2 separate regions of the Zea mays genome follow, and region 1 is linked to region 2. A link is a contact called in public Hi-C data. All regions are on one chromosome and are shown on one strand. Each heading gives the region's core, a stretch centred on a gene start, on an enhancer-like site or on the middle of the called end of the contact. The rest is flanking DNA. Distances are from core to core; before and after follow the strand shown. Region 1 has its middle 140 kb from the start of LOC100285022. Region 2 holds the start of LOC100285022.

Region 1 (3,982 bases), core at 670-3,169, 140 kb after region 2:
CAAAATAAATAATTACATTATAAGGAGACAACGGTCCAGCAACCCAAAGTTGACTGGGAGACGACGACCTAGACCTCTCACGAACACATCACAGCATCCTCCAAGCGCCTCATCCTGGGGTACCTGTTCTTGACCTGTGGGGGGTGTGAGACAGCAAGAGTGAGCTCACATACGTTCATCGCTCAACAAGTTGTGGGGAATAATGTGCATGAACTCGCCAAAGGTGGGAGCTCACGTGAAGTGTAAGGCTTACCAAAGAGGATGGTTAGAGCTGAGCATTGCTTTTAAAGTTGGTCAAAATTTTATTAGCAATTACTAAGTATAAGTAAGTACCAACCCAATTAAATAGTAGAACAGAAGTAACAACATCACCTGCGATGCAATGCATATGACAAATTGAATTTAGTTCCATAAGTTAATCATGTGAGGGTCCGAGCTGCTCATGACCGTGAGCACGGCTAGTATACCAGTTTTACACTCTGCAGAGGTTGCGCATCTTTACCCACAAGTCATGTTACCCATCTGCCAAGGGATCACGACTTCCCATACACCTCTACCGAGGAGGCGAGGCAGGGTAACACTACGAGGCCTTTACAAAGTTCCACTAGCTTCAGAAAACCCGCTACAGTTTATAGGAAGCTCCAATGCAGGGTTCTTGCCTGACCGCCATCGCAGCAAAATCAACCAAGGACCTCCCTACACTGACCACTCCCCTACTGCCCTTGCCCCTTTCGGGTAAGGTAGTCCTCCACTAGCTTTCCTAATTAATCAGTCGGCGTCCATAAACCCTTGTGGTAGCACTGTTTTCCCGGGTGGTCGCTCCATGTTCCAATTAACATAATGATCTTATCATGAACAGTGATAATAAACAGATAATAAAAGTGTGATCATGAATAATGTATCTTCATACCCAAAACCACATAAAGCACTAGCAAGTACTACCCAAAAAGTTCCATGGTAAGCAAGGTATAAAGATAGACAAACTAGGGTAACCTATTAGGTCCCATCAAAATTAACCTATGCAGATCATTATGATTAATCAGAACATGACTGGGTAAAAAGAAGTGATCAAGGGCACAACTTGCCTGGCACTTGAGATTCCAGTTACCAACTTGCTCTTCAGATGACACGTAACCTCGCGCTAGTCGTAGCAATACAAACAAGCATGATATAGGCAAAATTAACGTCACACCAAACATAAAAACAAACTATATAAGAATAATCTACGCTACGTAATGAGATCGTAGAAACAAGAATCACTAAATTCGGAGCTACGATTATTACGTTATGAATTTCCGAAATTATTTAGTGCTTAGAATAGATTAATTCCAATGAACAATTTTAATTCCAGTTTCATGGCTAAACAAAGCTACTAATTGATAGACAATATTAATACAATATTATTGCAACTGGAATGGGTTAAAAAGGAGTAAAAATGGAATTTCTATGAATTAAATAAGTTCTGGATATATTTTTATACATAAAAACCATTTCCTAAATTATTTTCCTGAATTTTCTAAGCTTCTGAACTGGGTGCATGAATAAACAAAAGACCAGGGGATAGCTTGAAAGATTCCCTAGACACAGATTAACCTACCGATAGACGGCAGGTTGATTTGTGAAAAGAGAAGGGGCTCTTCTGCAAATGTTCCCGCACGAAAGGGTATCCCGAAACAGGAGTCGTCCGATCCAATTTAAACGATCCAGATTAGATCACGCCTAGCTCAAATCAGTACGCGACCGGGGTCATCGGATCCCGATCCAACGGCCCATAAAAGATAATGAACTACACGATCTTCCAGCCATCCGATCAAGGATCAATGGCCACTACCGACTTGGCCGAACCGGTACGCGAGATTTAATCCGTGCCGTCCCTCCCTTGATCTACGACCCACAGCACTCCTGGCCGAGCCGTTCTCCAGACCCAATCTCCATCGTCCAACTACAATCGAACGGTCAGCATCCATATTCTTCCTCCAGCCACACCCACCGATCGCGGCGCTTAGATAGCGGTGGCAATACGCCGGCGAGCACGCACATCGACGCACTAACGCCCCAACACACGTTCTGCCAGGTTCTATACGCTAAGGGGGAAAAAGTGAATCTACCAGTTGAGTTCTTACCTTAGGGATTGACATTGGCGCGCCTAGCCACGATGACAGGCGGATCCATGGTGTTGTCGTGACTCCGACGAGGAACATCGGTCAATTGACTGCCGCGCCAGAGAGCTTCGCCGCGCCCGGAGAACCTCCCTAACGGCCCCCCGAACTGAGCACGGGTATGGTGAAGACGGCAATCGTGACGCTCGGTCTCTCTCCTATTCGCTGCGCTCTACTCTCTCTCCTACGACGAGGCTCTCTCTTTATTTCTTCTCTGCGCGCCGTTGTTTGGGGAGGAGAGGCCGCAGATTTATACCCAGGCGGCGAAGTCCGAGCTGGGGCGAGCAGCGAGATTCGCGAGCGAAGATCCCGGCCGAGGATTTGGCCTTTGTTACGACGACCGCGGTGGAGTTGTTACGGCGTGCGTCTGGTGAGAGAAAAATGGAGCTTCTGTTTCAGATTGCCATGGCGCGCAGCTAAACGATGACCAGCCGTACACACTAGCCACAGATTCCCCAAGAACGCAAGGTGATTTTTTTGGCCTGCGGGTCCAACACGCCGGTGTATGCAAGAGCTAGACAGCTGCAGCCGCGACATTCATGGCGAAGATCCAGCGCGGAGGGGAAACTGAGCAGCGACACACATGGATGCAGACGCGAAATCGAGCGAGAGTGAATTTCTATTGGATGCCGAGCATGCAGAATCACCCAGATGTGAGAGGATGACGTTATTAGAGTGACTTAGGCTAAGGAAACGTGGTCCGTTAGCAGGTATGGAGTTTTCCTTTTTCTCTTCTTTTATTTTATGTTTTCGAATTTAGTTTAAACTTCAAATTTCTTTCATGCGTTTGGCACATCAAATGTATCAACTAATAATACCAACATGAAGCACATTCATTTTTTTATTTAACTATTAGTTGTCTTCATCAGGCCCTATAATTGTTGATATGCATAAAATAGAGCAAACGTCACATAATTGAAAATGTATTTTTTTATCTCTTATGTGTTTTAAATAGAAAATATATTTTTTAATGGTAATCTCTATTATGATATACTTTCACTTTAATTTTTTTTAAGGTTTCTCAACACATAATCCAAAAGAATAGTTTTATAGATTAAATTGAGGTTCTGTCTATTTTATTTTATGTTTTTTTTTCTCTTTTAACTCAAACCTTTTGGAGAAACTTTTATAAATCCCAAAATAGAATTTTGGGTATTACAAAGTCCTACCCCCTTAACAGAAATCTCGTCCTCGAGATTTGTAAGAGAAGGGATACATAATGATCGGTTTGTAATTCAGCTTTTAGTCTATAATTGGGTCAAAAATTCAGAGTCTCACATTTTTTTTACAGTTAATAGTGGGTGATTAGGAAAGGCCTGGGTATATATGGGTATAGCCACCTAATGTGTAAAAAATCTATTAAAGCACGGATAGGCTTGGGTTGGACAAAGTAGGGTAAGGAAAGACTCCATCATGCATAGTGGATCTTGATTCCTTTGAAGATCCAACATGATACTTGAATACTTGAGTTGATGCTTACCCTTCTTTGACGTGGTTGGTCTTCTTTGGCCTTTCTTCTTGGAGTTGCCATCCGAGTTAAGGACATATAGTTAGGATAGCGGGGGTACACGAGGTAGGTAAGTTTGAACAGAGTTTTACTTTGCTTTTTTGGAACAAATGGACTAGGCAGCCTGTGACGTAGGTTATGTTGTTGTTTACGGATGTCGGACGGGTTGGTATAAGACATTAATTTAGGTTAAGATATGTTTGTAGAGACAGTGTCTAACCTATATCACCAACTTAACTAACCTGTTAATAACGTACTTTAGATTGGATCATATTAGATTACATAGAATCCATATTAGGTTGGATATAACTAGATT
Region 2 (3,554 bases), core at 475-2,974:
ATCCGCCCCATCTCTCTTCTCTGTCGCGCTACTGTCATCGCCCGCTGCTTACTCCGCCGCCGCCACCGTGCACAACTGCTCCGCCGCCGCGCTACTGCAGGGCCGGACCTAGGCATGTGCGAGCCGTGCGCTAGGCATGTGCGAGTCGTGCCGCCGCATTGCTGCACCCGCTGCCGTCAACCGCCACTGCCCTGCCCGTGCCCGCCGCCGACAACCGCTGGTGGTCACCACCGCCGCCCCGGCACCTGTCCCGACGCCGGCGGCCCTGACTCGTCCCCCGCCTCGCCCACGCCGACCACCGTCCCGCCGTCAAGCTGCTAAGTGAGTATTTTTAATTTTGTCAATGTATATATTTTGTCAAGCCGCAACGAGGCTGGATGAGCTCGACCCATGGAGGCAAAGACCAGACGACCAAGTCATTCGCAGAAGGAGTGCTGCTACCTCGAGCAGGGAGGTTGAGCGTACCCGAAGTGCTAGATAATCGGAGATAACTTGGACGAAGGGCAACTCAACTCTGGATAAGCAGGAATACATGCCGTGTTAAAAGGAGGATTCGGTTAGAGTTAGATAGTCATTGCGACTTGTAAAGAGATAACCCTCTAGTCATCTATATAAGGCTGATGGGTTACCCCTACGAACCCATCTCTCATCTCAGCACATCCCATCACCACCTCATAACTCACTAGTCCTCTCATAGCAACCACACTACCCTTAGATCGACAGGAGAACTCACCTTCCTCCTCCCACATCTCATATGTAACATGTGTACACCACTGATACTCATGTACTCAGCCTCAACAAGGTCTTATGCATATTTCCAGTGACCCAAACCTGTATAAACTCTTGTGTGATCCGACGTGCACTTGCACGTACCATCGAGTCGCAATCAACGACGTCATCTTGCTTAAAAGCATCACGTGGGGAACACCGTGGTGCGCAGTCGGATCATAAACACCGACATTGGCGCCAATCTGGCACCAAACACTAGGGTTTGTACCGCCTAGCAGTGCTCGCTATGGGAGCACGGACGGTCCACAACACTGGGTCGGACGGTCCGTGACCTCACTGCAGGAGCGGGTGTCCTCTACTCGCCGGTCGAACGGTCCGTGCTCGTAGATTTTTGAAAAACCCTAGATCTCGCCTACTGGGAGGGACCCCGTTAGGGAGGAGAGTTCCAGGAGGTGCCCTTGGATCGGCAGGCCACCGGCGACGTCACTAGACGATGTAGAGTCGAAAAGGGATGAAGATCCAAGGTTAAGAAAGCTAAACTAGGTCTAAATTACACCTACTCCTAATGTGACGAAGAATGAAGTAAATAAAGTAGATTTAATTGTTTAGTTTGATTGTTGGTGCGCGCAATCGACCGTACACCTTCATATATATAGGGGAAGTCTGGATTTGTTCGACCGTTCCTAGACATTTTCCAATAGAATCCGTAGATTTAGATGAATAAACACGCACGAAAAAGGAGATTAAACCATCTAATTTGATGTTATCGCGGATCGTCCGTGCCTAGATACGGACCGTCTGCGGCCCGGACTGTCCGGCCTCACCTGGTGGTATATATGGTGCTAATACAATTGTTATATGAATCTATAAAAAAACTAAAAGGAATTTTAATTTAGAACAAAGGGAGTATATTGTTTAGTCAAAAAGTTTGGCACTAAAAATTACTTTAGTCATCTATCTCGTCTATAAATAGACATCTTGTGCACCACACCTACACCCACACCTACACCTACACATTACAGCCAGTACTGCTGTCACCTCACTTAGCAAAGCTAATACGTATGTCATAGCAGCTTGCCACCATGGCGAGCATCACCGTGACAAGGAAATCCCAATCCTTCGTCGTGCCATCGTCCACGCCAACTCCGACGACCGAGACGCTCGAGTTGTCGCCCATCGACCGCGTTCCAGGCCTGCGCCACACGGTGCGATCCCTGCACGTGTTCCGCCGCAAGGACGCCGCCGCCTCCGCCGCCCACTACGATGCTGCTGCCGCCGGCAGGCCGGCCGAGGTGATCCGCGCGGCGCTGTCCCGCGCGCTGGTGGACTACCGCCCGTTCGCCGGCCGTTTCGTCGGCTCACTGTACGCCGGGGAGGCGAGCGTTGAGTGCACCGACGACGGTGCGTGGTTCGTGGACGCTGTCACAGATTGCAGCCTCGAGGACGTGAACGGCCTCGACTACCCGCTTATGGTCTCCGAGGAAGAGCTGCTGCCGGCTCCAGAGGAAGGTGTTGACCCAACCAGTATTCCGATTATGATGCAGGTATACACTTTCGTCCTAATGAAACCAGAAAACTTGCAGCATGTATATATGACAGTTGTTTCTATTATTCCATATGCATGGATAATGACTATAATATGCACATGCTTTTGTTATGACAAACAATTCATGCATATAAAGAATGGCCGAATTGGAGAAACACTTCATGCATGTCACCCAAAGCAACTGTCATATTTTTTTAGGGGCTAATTTTTAGCCTCTCCATTTTATTATATTTTAGTCTCTAAATTAATAATTAAGAAAAAATAAAACTCTATTTTAGTTTTCGTATTTAACAATTTAAAAACTAAAATAAAATAATAAAGAGGAACCAAAAATTAGTTTCTAGAAAACAAACACTTATAAACACAGCATGAGCAATTATACTTGCCTAGTTGTGGTAGCTAGAAAGTCATGAGTGCAGTCGTGCAGAACGCCACGTACCTAGCCCCATGTTTCCACCAAAAGAAGTATAAAGTCACTCCTTTAGGTATATATATTGTCTACTCATACATATCCCCACTACTGCTTTTAGTCAAAATCCACACAACTACTACATCTAAACAATGATGAAGCGCCTTGTCCATATATATAATAAACAAGCAATAAGTCACAAGCTTCCAATTACACAAAAAGTGTTGCATACTTCTTTAATCTCATATATATTCATTAGTTATTAATATTTTATAATTGCTACATAGTGCTTAATTTTCTATTCTCAATTATTTAAAACACCTTGTCGCCAAAATTTATTAATGAAACTTAATTGTGTGCCAGGTCACGGAATTTGCTTGTGGAGGATTTGTGGTGGGGCTAGTCGCAGTGCACACCCTTGCTGACGGGCTCGGTGCAGCTCAATTCATCAATGCAATTTCTGAGTTTGCCCGTGGAGTAGTTAAACCTACAATAGCACCTATATGGGCACGGGAGTTAATACCAAACCCACCTAAAATGCCTCCTGGGCCACCACCATCCTTCGAGTGCTTCGGGTTCAAACATTTTGTTATGGATGTGGCAGTTAACAATATTGCACATGTCAAGAGTGAATACTTTCAAACCAATGGACACTATTGCTCTACATTTGATGTTGCCATTGCCAAGGTTTGGCAAGCTAGGACAAGGGCAATCAAGTACGAACCAAATTTCAAGGTGCATGTTTGCTTCTTTGCCAACACTCGCCACCTCCTCACACATGTGCTACCCAAGGTTGGTGGCTTCTATGGAAATTGCTTCTATCCAGTGACTGTCACAGCAACTGCTGAGGTAGTTGCTAGTTCAAGATTG

Evidence for each region. A called contact is a pair of places that touch in the nucleus more often than the background predicts.
Region 1: a contact with region 2 is called in a Hi-C map of leaf, with 4 times the contacts expected there. The contact joins the enhancer-like site here to the promoter of LOC100285022 in region 2. A contact is called at or near these places in 2 of 25 Hi-C or Micro-C datasets (bundle sheath and leaf).

What each region holds. Positions count from the first base shown.
Region 1 is chr6:26,298,157-26,302,138 of Zm-B73-REFERENCE-NAM-5.0, forward strand. No RefSeq gene overlaps it. Among protein-coding and RNA genes, the nearest start is that of LOC100285022, 140 kb to the left of the region's middle. Within about 2 kb of position 1,920, at least 10 of the 20 cell types and tissues checked have an H3K27ac peak or open chromatin away from gene starts, as enhancers often do. A contact at or near this core is called in leaf, where this site is marked.
Region 2 is chr6:26,160,033-26,163,586 of Zm-B73-REFERENCE-NAM-5.0, forward strand. LOC100285022 reads left to right here and starts at 1,725. Exons shown (of 2, transcript NM_001157917.2): 1 at 1,725-2,273; 2 at 3,048-3,554. The coding sequence starts at 1,812.